Linked DNA regions of Sus scrofa: region 1 is linked to region 2. Evidence: chromatin contacts called from public HiChIP or PLAC-seq data. All regions are on one chromosome and are shown on one strand. Each heading gives the region's core, a stretch centred on a gene start, on an enhancer-like site or on the middle of the called end of the contact. The rest is flanking DNA. Distances are from core to core; before and after follow the strand shown.

Region 1 (5,009 bases), core at 1,495-3,994, 250 kb before region 2:
GGATGAAAGGAGGCGGATGAGGAAGTCCTTGAAATCATAACATGAAAGTAAGGCTGATGGGTCTGCTTCAGCAGAGTTCAGCGAAGGCAGAGCTGAGGAGCACATGAAACCCCCGTCCCCAGGGCCCAGGGGCTCTCGCGCCTACTGTGGCAGGTGGCAGGCCACAGGCAAAAGAGCTGTGGGCCCCCCTGCACACGGTCCCCAGCCCACGCTCCCCCTTCACAGCACAGAAAGCAGGGAGACTAGATCCAGGGAAAACAAAGAGATGAGTCAGGGAGAGACACAGATGGTGAGACAGCGAGAGAGAAATGATGGCCAGCACAAGGAGAGACCGGAGGAGGCCGGCGAGGTGGAGCGCTCCCAGGACAGGGACAGGGACGGGGACAGGGAGCTGAACGTCTCCCCTCTGCCCTGCCGACCCCTTTGCACCCTCCCCCCCCATGCTCTGCACAACTCCCCCCGAAGCTCCCCCAAACACATCAGACACATCACTGCCTTCTGAATGGCTTTGAGCCTTGGTGGGAAGGATAGGAGTGTAGTCGGGGTGGCCACTCCCCAGGCTCCTCCTCCCAAGGTCACCATTTTCTGGCCAGCTTGGCCTCCAGAGTCAGGTGGTTCCTCCTCCTCCAGCCCTGCAGCCCCAGGGGTACAGCTCCCCTGCTACCAGACCCAGGGTGCTGACCTTCCTGCATAGCTTCCCTTTTGCAAAGAAGTCCCTTTCAGAGTTTCCCAGTGGCTCAGCGGGTTGAGGATCCAGCCTTGTCACTGCCATGGTGTAGGTTCGATCCCTGGCCCCGGAATTTCTGCATGCCACAAGTGTGGCAAAAAAAGAAGAAGACATTCCTTTCACTCTTCCTGAATGACGCTAGTGAACATACCCCCTGTTTCTTGCCAAGTCCTAGCTGATCCAGGGACATCTTGTGCTTCTAACTTCAAGGGTAAAACAAACACATCTTTGGAGGAGAAAGACCCTTGCCTCTGATGGAAGAGGTGTGCACTCCCCTCAAAGGTCAAAGAGCCAGGCTGGGCAGGGCATTTTGGGGAGCAGATTAGCCCTCTTTTGGAAGGCAGGAGCCAGCACGTGTCTCGGGAGCACTCAGCCTCCTCCATGCACGGACGCACTGGGCTTTAATGCAGCTGTCCCAAGAGGACAGCCCTCCAGATAAGCAAAAAAGCCTCCGCTGACTATGCATGCTGGTGTCCAGACTTTTGTGGTCTATTTTTAGAATGTAGGACACCTTTCTCGCAGAATAGACAAGACGCACTAATCCAGGAGGGAGGCCTGGGAGAGATGAAGATGGCAAGTCTAGATATGAATTAGTCGCGAGTATATTATTTAAAGAAATGTTGAACAGCTAGGCAAATATTTGATACCTTGGAATTGGAGCCGGCATTTTCAGAGGCAGAAAGGCAGCAGCGGCTGCTGGAGGCACTACCCCTCACCCAGCTGGTGTACCTGGCTGTCACGCCAGTTCTACAGGCCCCCTCTTGCTGCATGCTGAGATGTGATTAAACCTGTATGCCTACTGGAACCGTGTGTAAGACATGGTGTGTGCCTGCACACTGGACCCAAGTCTCAGGGACAGTGCCTGGTGCATGAATGGATGCAGTTTTTTTCTTTTTTAAAGGAGAACTTGTTTTCCTTAAATATTCCATCACATTATTGTAAGGATGTGGCATCCCCATCAGTGTGGCCTCTTTTTGGAGAGGGATCAAAGAGCCTGACCCCTAATTTTTTTTTTTTTTTTTTTTTTTTGGACATGCCCGAGGCATATGTAAGTTTCAGGGCCAGGGATGGGAATAGCACCACATCAGTGACCTGGGCCACAGCAGTGATACCAGATCCTTAACCCACTGAGCTGCCAGGGAACTCCAGCCCTAACTTGGACTCTCTGGTCTGGAGTTCCCAGAAAAACCAAAGAATTCCTCTTAGTTCAGAAAACAGGTCCTGTCTATAAGGCACAAGGCCCCAGGCAGAGCCTCCAGGTTTGGATAGAGGCTGGGAGAATCTTTTATTCCGGCAGAGAATTATCCTCTGGGAGCTCACAGGCACAAGGCCCAGAAGGCAAATGCCACCAGGTGCACCTGTCCATGGAGAGACGGGGCTGTCTTTACACAGGCTACCATACCCAAGGGTGGAGGCCAGTTTACAGATGGAGAGACAGAAAATTCATGGTATGACCAAGGTTCCACACGGCTGAGCGATAGGATGACATCAGAGCATGTGTGTGAAAGGCGGTCTGGGCTTTTACAAAAGCCACAGCTAATATTTATATTATAATCATGACTCACAATTATAAGCATGACTCTTACCATGGGTCTGAGTTCGACAAGAATCTCCCCAGGCAATCCGAAGGCTCCACAGGCATGCACCTTTTTTAGGTCCACTTTACAGATGAAAAAAATGGGGTTCAGAGAGTGAAGAGCTCCTCTAAGGGGGGGTGGGGGGGCCCGAGGTGGCTCCACGAGCAGGTGCGGACATCAAAGCCCAGGCGCCGAAGACCACTGCGCCACACGGCCTCTCCTGGGACGCCGCCAGCCGTTCCCATTCTGCTTGGGAAGCCAGAGCAGCGCGAGAGGGCAGAGGCGTGGGGCTTCCTGGCTATGTGGCGGGGCTGCAAGAGGCTCTGTGCGGATGGGTTGGGGGGTGTCAGCGAGGCGGGACCCGCGCCCTTGGCCTGGCCTCCGCGCTCCGCACGGCAGCTGCCCCGGCGCCGCCACCAGATGGCAGCAGATGCTTTGCGATCGCGCCTCTGGGAGGGTGAGGACGGCGGGGTCGGGGCGCCGACCTGCGGAGGCCACTCGCGGCGCGACCTCAGGAGCCAGACCGCCTCCTCCGGCCGCCCGCGTGGCTTGCGCGGTCCGCGACCCTTAGCTCGGGCCGCGAGGGAGTGCGCCCTGACCCCCTTTCAGGTTTTACCGCCGCCGCCTCACGCGGTTCGGGCGCGGACGTGTTGATTGGCTCGACCGAGGCCAGAGAAGCCGGAGGAGCGAGCAACCCCCTCGGGGAGGGCGCCCGGGCAGGTGGCCTGGAGGCTGCAGGACAAGGTCCGGCCGGACCGCCGCCCCCGCAGCGCTCCCTCTGACCCGCCTGTTTTCACACCGCTTGCTCCTCTGCCCCCTCGACCCTGTGCGAGGGAGGCTGTCACCCCGCTCGACCCCCAAGGAGACTGTGACTTGGTCAGGTCCAGGGCCTGGCTGAGGGCGCACTGGTGGGCAAAAGGCCCAGAGGGACCCAGCGCCGGGTCTCTGCTCCAAGCCGGGCCTCGCACCGACGGCGCCCAGAACCTGGAAATGAGCCAGAAATGATGCATTTGGCCATTTGGCCAAGAGTGGGTGCGGGCCCCCGGGGCAAGCCGCGGGCACTTCCCGAATCTAGGAGGTAGATGGGGCAGATGGGGAGGCAGGCAGAGCCAGAGCGAGCCAGGCTGGAGCTGTAGGAGAGGGCCTCGAGTTTGCCTTGTGAGCCATGCACGCTGGTGCAGAAGGGTGCTGACCAGGGAAGGGAGTCGCAGCGCCCGGGGGCCCTTAGCTGCACCCCACAGGGCTCCAGGCAGGAGTTGAGGGGCAGGTGGGGGCGAGCAGAGAGAAAGCCGGGAGGCTGGTTCCTGCTGAAGCCTTTGAGAAATTGGAAATAGTGTCTCACAGTCAACGCTGTAAAAGCCACGAATAAGAGTGACCGGGCCATCCAAAGCCCACCCGGCCAAGTGCACTTGCGCTCAGCCCTCAGCCCACAGCCGGACTGCTCCTGGGGTGGGGGCAGGGGGGTGTGTGTTAGTCGTGTTCCTGGGAACGTTGAAATGGGCGCCTGCAATGTGCACACTGCGGTGCTACACATTTCTTTCGGATTCCTTAGAAAAAGAAACACTCGAAACAGTGCAGTAATCAAAACACAGGAGGGGAAATGAGAAAACGTAATTGAAAACGGCAGTGATGTGGAGGGGAGTCAGCTGTCTCAAGTCCCCTTCCTGGCTCTCTCACCTACTCCCTCTGCATCTCACCTCTCTGGGTCTCCCTAGCTCATCCACTAAATGGGATCATTCCACAGGATTGCTGTGGGATTTAAGAGGAAGGATAGACTGGAAGGGGTGTGGAATTGTGAAAGGGCTGAGGACCCACCATTGTGCTCCTTGGTCTCAGACCCCCTTAGGCTCTTGCGTTATTTTATTTTATTTTTTCTCACTTCACTTGTGTTTTATTTTGCATTGTATTTTTTTTTCCACTGTACAGCATGGGGACCAAGTTACACTTACACACGTATACATTTTTTTCCCACCCTTGTTCTGTTGCGATGTAAGTATCTAGACATGGTTCTCAATGCTACTCAGCAGAATCTCATTGTAAATCCATTCCAAGGTGCATCCGATAACCCCAAGATCCTGACTGCATTGTATTTTATTTTACCTGTTTCTCTGTTTTTACTTTTTCTTTTTCTTTTTCTTTTTTTTTTTTTTTTTTTTGGTCTTTCATCCTTTTAGGGCCGCACCTGCTGCATATGGAGGTTCCCAGGCTCGGGGTGGAACAGAGCTGTTGCTGTCAGCCTACACCACAGCCACAGCAATGCCAGATCTGAGCTGCATCTGCGACCTACACCACAGCTCACAGCAACACCGGATCCTGAACCCACTGTGCAAGGCCAGGGATCGAACCCGGAACCTCATGGTTCCTAGTCGGCTTCATTTCCGCTGCACCACGATGGGAACACCTACTTTTTCTTTTTCTGCAGACCCTAGCCTGATGCTGGCACACCAACACTCTGCATGCTTCTGCCGTCCCCGTCACAGCCCTGGAATGCTGCAGGTGTGTGGGAGGGGGCTCCTGAGCCCCTGGATCTTTCTCTCAGGCCCTCTGGTCGGCTCCTGGAACGGCTCAGCCCGCTGTGACTTGTCCCTTCTCATATGGTTGACTTCACTTCCCAGGCCTCCCTGACCTCTAGTAAACAAAAGACTCCTACAGATTGATCAGAAAAAGGCAAACGACCCCATATGAAAATGGATAAAGGTAGAGCC
Region 2 (5,089 bases), core at 283-2,782:
GGTTCCCAGGCTAGGGATCGAATCGGAGCTGCAGCCACTGGCCTACACCACAGCCACAGCAATGCAGGATCCGAGCCGCGTCTGCAACCTACACCACAGCTCATGGCAACGCTGGATCCTTAACCCACTGAGCAAAGCCAGGGATGGAACCTGAAACCTCATGGTTCCTAGTCAGATTCGTTAACCACTGAGCCAAGGTGGGAACTCCCTCCTGGTTCTTAATTTGTCTGAAGAAGAAAACCACACACTGAGGACAGAATATGGGTGTGAACGGAATAAAAATGAGACAAAGACCTGGTTTAAGGGCCAAAAGATTAGAAAGTCTGGTTCATACTAGACTCTGTAAATTCTGCCCCAGCTCTCTTTGTGCTTCTCAGGTACATTGGACCAAGCAAGCCAAAGGGGTTACAAGTTTTATATACACAGTCTGGTTCTCCCTCCAATGGAAGATAGGGATTAAAACCTATCTGCAGGGCCTGGAACCCCCGGAATGACTTTGTGCTTGTCATAGGTTCCTAGCATTAGACGTGGAAGTCTTTTTTTTTTTTTTCCTTTCTGTAACAATAGATATCTAACAGTTAGTGACCCCTCATTACTTGCCATGCCCCTGATTTAAAGCTACATACATTTTATCTCATTACACTTTCTGAACAATCCTTTAAAGGAGCTATTATTCCTATTCTATACTAAGAAAACTGAAGTTCAGATACGCTGAGACACTGGATCACATACATAGGAAGTGAGAGAGGTGGCCCTCAAAATCCAGTTTTAAAGGTGTCACTCCCCTGCCTATAACTGTCCTGGGTGCTTGCTCCTCTCCTTGGCACACCTCTTCTCTGCTCAACTCCCAAAGCTTTGGTTTAGTGATATCGTTCCCCAGCACGCTCCCTGAGCTTTACACTAGGGAAGAGTCCCTCACATAACATCAGGCTGGGCAGGCACCTTCATCAGTACCTTACACAAAGGTAAACAGGGTTGCAGAGAGGAGCAGGGCCTTGACCAGGCCACCCAGGGAGGTACTGGCCAAGTTCGGCCAGGGCCTTGGGCCCTCCTCTAGCACCACACACGACTGGCAGCGCCCCCGAGATTAACCTGCTTCCAGCTCTGCCATCAATCCCTAGCTCAGAGACTGAGCCAGGCACACTGGGACTCCCGTGCCTTAGTTTTATTTATGTTAAGGAGGGATAATTCCCACAACAGTTCCACCAGCACCCACATCTAGTCTCCGACTCTTTACACCTCACTCCACCCCTCTCCAAAGTCGTGGCCCTCAACCTGGCTTACTCTTCATTCTCGGACCGCTTCCGGTGCGCTTTTCTGACGTCTCCTTCAGCGTCGCTCCCTCTTTACCTCCCTCTACTTTCTTCAGCAGCCTCGACTACCAAGCCTCTCGCCAAAGTTTGTGGCGGAGAGGTTTCCTGTGTCTGAAGTCGCGCGGTATGCTACATTGATACCAACACGCTCCTACTTTTAGCTGGAGTCGCTGCCCCAAACTCGAGGTTGGCGCCCCTGTGACGTCACCGACGCGCGCCGACCTAGGTTGGCGCATGCGCCTTGGGGCGGACTCCGCCGCACAAAGCGCCGTGGGGCTCTTTTCAGTTCGTGTGTTTTCTAGGCGAGGGAAGGCCAGAGGCAGTAGGGTTGGAGTTGGGGTGTGACATGCTTATGAAAGCCTGGAGTAGAGAGAGGCGGGTCGACTTGGAGAGGACTCGAGGGAGGTTGGGCCCCCGGGGTGGGTGGAAACGGGTTGGGGCGGGGCGGGGGGTGGTGATGGAGGAAATGAGTCTCTGCGGTCCCTGGTGAGTGCTCTCTACAGACCATCTGAGGCACTGAAGGATAGAAGGCTTAGGTTCTTATTCTGTCTGCTGTTAGCTAGGTGTGCAACCTCGCTTAAGGCACTTCCCATCTCTGGGCCTCACTTTTCCCCGTTCTGCTTAGTGGGGTTGGACTTGATGGTCTCAGAGTTTTCTAGAGGCTCGGCATATTAGTTTCCGTCAATAAGATGAAAGGCAAGGAGGAGTTCCTGCCGTTGGACAATGGGTTAAGAATCCGACTAGAGTGACCAGCGGTTAGATTCCCCCGGGCACCCCGGGCAGTGGGTTAAAGGATCCTTTGTTGCTACGGCTACGGCTCAGGTCTGAGCGCCTGGGATTCAATCCTTGCCCTGGAACAACTTCCTTATGCCGCGGGTCCGGCCTTAGGTTGAACAAAAAAAGTTAGAAGGCAAGGAGTTGATTCCCATTGCCCCGGGGTTGGGTTCAAGAAGTGTGTCAAGAAGGCCTGGGTGGAGGCCTCTTAGAAGCTACCTTAAGTTTTGCTGAGAGCTGGGCCTGGGTAGGGCCCTGCTCTGGAGAGAAAAGCAATACAGAGAGGTTCTGTGGTGGCTCAGTGGGTTAAGGATTTGGCCACTGTCACTGCTGTGGCTCTGGATACTGCTGTGGCACTAGTTTGATCCCTGGCCCAGGAAATTCCACGCATTCCACTGGCATGGCCAAAAAGAAAAAAAATAATGAAAAATAAAAGCAATATGGTCCATGTATTCTAAGCCAGTGGTTCTCAACTTTCAGTACAGTATAAACTCCTTTTAAAGGAAAAAAAAAAAAATTTCCCAGGGAATCCTGGGAGTATGTCCACACACCTGAGTTTGAGAAATATTTAAGTTTCTTTGGGTGGTGACCTTGTGTCATTTTGATCTTAAACATAAGACTACAGGCCCTGGAACTGAGCATTTACCTTCTATGTATATTACTATCAAAATGGAAACAGAGCATTAAAACTAAAATATGTCATATTTTCAGATGTCTGAGAATACTTAGGAGCCCACGGGATTAAATTTGAGAAATTGCTCTTGGGGTTCCATACTATGTAAACTACCAAATGTATATTTTATTTTTTTAATTTATTTTTTATTCTTTTTGTTTTTTTAGAGACGCACCCGCAGCATATGGAGGTTCCGAGGCTAGGGGTCGAATCGGAGCTGTAGCCACTGGCCTACACCACAGCTACAGCAATGTCAGATCTGAACCGCATCTGTGACCTACACCACAGCTCACGGCAACACCGTATCCTTAACCCACTGAGCGAGGCCAGGGATTGAACCTGCATCTCATGGAGGTCAGATTTGTTTCCGCTGAGCCATGAAGGGAACTCCTGAATGGGTATTTTAAAATAGCAGCACAAGGAGTTCCCATTGTGGCGCAGTGGTTAACTAATCCGACTAGGAACCATGAGGTTGTGGGTTCGATCCCTGCCCTTGCTCAGCAGGTTAAGGATCCGGCATTGCCGTGAGCTGTGGTGTAGGTCGCAGACGTGGCTCGGATCTGGCGTTGCTATGGCTCTGGCGTAAGCTGGCAGCTACAGCTCCGATTCGACCCCTAGGAACCTCCATGTGCCGCCGGAGTGGCCCTAGAAAAGGCGAAAAGACAAAAAAAAAAAAAAAAAGAAAGAAAGAAAAAATATAGCAGCACAAGACAGCAAGAGCCAATTTCAGTGCTTACTCGAGGGAACCCTTTTGAACAGGACCTTTGTGATTATGGAGGTAAGGGAGAAGCCAGACCTCTTTGTCATCAAGAGCTTTTCTAGAGTTGTTAGGACTCTTAACTCCCAATTGACCTCTTCTGGAGTAGCCAAGACAGCCCTGGATGACTGCCAGTCTTCCTTAGAATTCCATGGTTGTGGGGTGAGCACTCCCAGAGCTGTAGTCACTCCATAGTTCCCTGATCGCTAAATCTTTTTAAAAAGCAAACTGCTTTATTGTCCTCAGGAAATAATTGTCCATGTTTGCAGAGAAATACTTGTCTCTACAGGTATTGGTATTGTGATTATTGTTTAGCAGAAATTCGACAACTACTTGATGTTTGAAGATGGTGGATTAAGCAAATGACATGTGCTAATTAATTAGATAGTTAATTAAGTGCATTGTAATCACAGGGTAAGCTTCAAAAAATTCATCTTCCATACCATCCTTGGAGATTCTCATTTAGTAGGTGGGTCCCAAGAATGTGTATTTTTACAACATGTTACCAGGTGTTTTGGAGTAATTAAATTTGGGAACTGCAGTATGGTACCTTTATATAACTTATACAATGGAATACCATGCAGCCAGTGAGCAAACTACATACATTTTTTAAAAGATTGCAAAATATTAATGTAGAAAACCAAATGGTATACACACAAAAAGGATTGGAAAGTATTATAATAATATACTGAAAGTTTTAGTAGCTATGTAAGTACACTTATAAGAAGTTCTTTTTTTGGGGGGGGGTCTGTTTTCTAAATAGTACTCTGAAAATAAGTCTTTCTTACATTTTTTTTCTTTTTCATAACTATCAATGGTAAACTTTCAAAAATGCATACACTCTAGTGACCTTCTGAAAGCTCCATGGGGAGTCAAGTTTTGGTAGCATCATTGCTGGTGGCTTCCCCTGCCTTTGAACAGCTTATTGTGAAAAACTTGAAGTACACAGAGAAATGGAAAGAATTCTATCGTGAACACCCATATGCTCTTCAATTATACAGTTAATATTTTGCGTTATTTGTGCGGGTTTCTTTTGACTGCTGCTTTAAGACATTCAGGATGCGAGGTTAAGTACTCCAGAAAATTTTCAGATGAAAAAGATTATGCCTCAACTAGTAAATAAGTACATATCTATGAAAGTTAGGACCTTCCTTATAAATAAACACAACTAAATCCACAGAAATCATTTATCTCTGACAGTACAGTGGAAAAATATTTTTTCTGTACTCCCTTCCACTTTTGGTTTAAAGGAAAACATTATTCCTAATAATCCTGAAGAAATATCAGCACACCTGACACTGGGACCTGGAAGTCTTTCTTTTTTTCTCTTTTTTTCTTTTTCTTTTGGCTGCACCTGGGGCATGTAGAAGTTCCTGCTGGAGCCGCAGTAGTGAAAATGCTGGATCCTTAACCTGCTGAGCCACCAGGGAACTCTGGAAGGCTTTGTTTTCAGTGAAATTTGTATTCCTCCAAGTTAAAAAAAAAAAGCCAGCATGTTATTTTATATATTGTATATATCTATACATATATTCATGTATAGTGTGTATATGTACATTTTTCTTTCTTCTATGT

What was found. HiChIP or PLAC-seq counts read pairs in DNA pulled down with a chosen protein or histone mark.
Region 1: a contact with region 2 is called in an H3K27ac HiChIP or PLAC-seq map of skeletal muscle, with 4 times the contacts expected there. The contact joins the enhancer-like site here to the promoter of POP4 in region 2. A contact is called at or near these places in 14 of 47 Hi-C or Micro-C datasets (brain, embryonic fibroblasts, fetal heart ventricle and 8 more) and 1 of 2 datasets of contacts at active chromatin or transcription factors (skeletal muscle).

Annotation. Positions count from the first base shown.
Region 1 is chr6:39,982,721-39,987,729 of Sscrofa11.1, reverse strand. No RefSeq gene overlaps it. Among named protein-coding and RNA genes, the nearest start is that of URI1, 58 kb to the left of the region's middle. Within about 2 kb of position 2,744, at least 16 of the 83 cell types and tissues checked have an H3K27ac peak or open chromatin away from gene starts, as enhancers often do. A contact at or near this core is called in retroperitoneal adipose tissue, skeletal muscle and undifferentiated spermatogonia, where this site is marked.
Region 2 is chr6:39,730,966-39,736,054 of Sscrofa11.1, reverse strand. It overlaps POP4 (ribonuclease P protein subunit p29), which reads right to left and starts at 1,532. Exons shown (of 7, transcript XM_003127004.4): 1 at 1,285-1,532. The coding sequence starts at 1,291.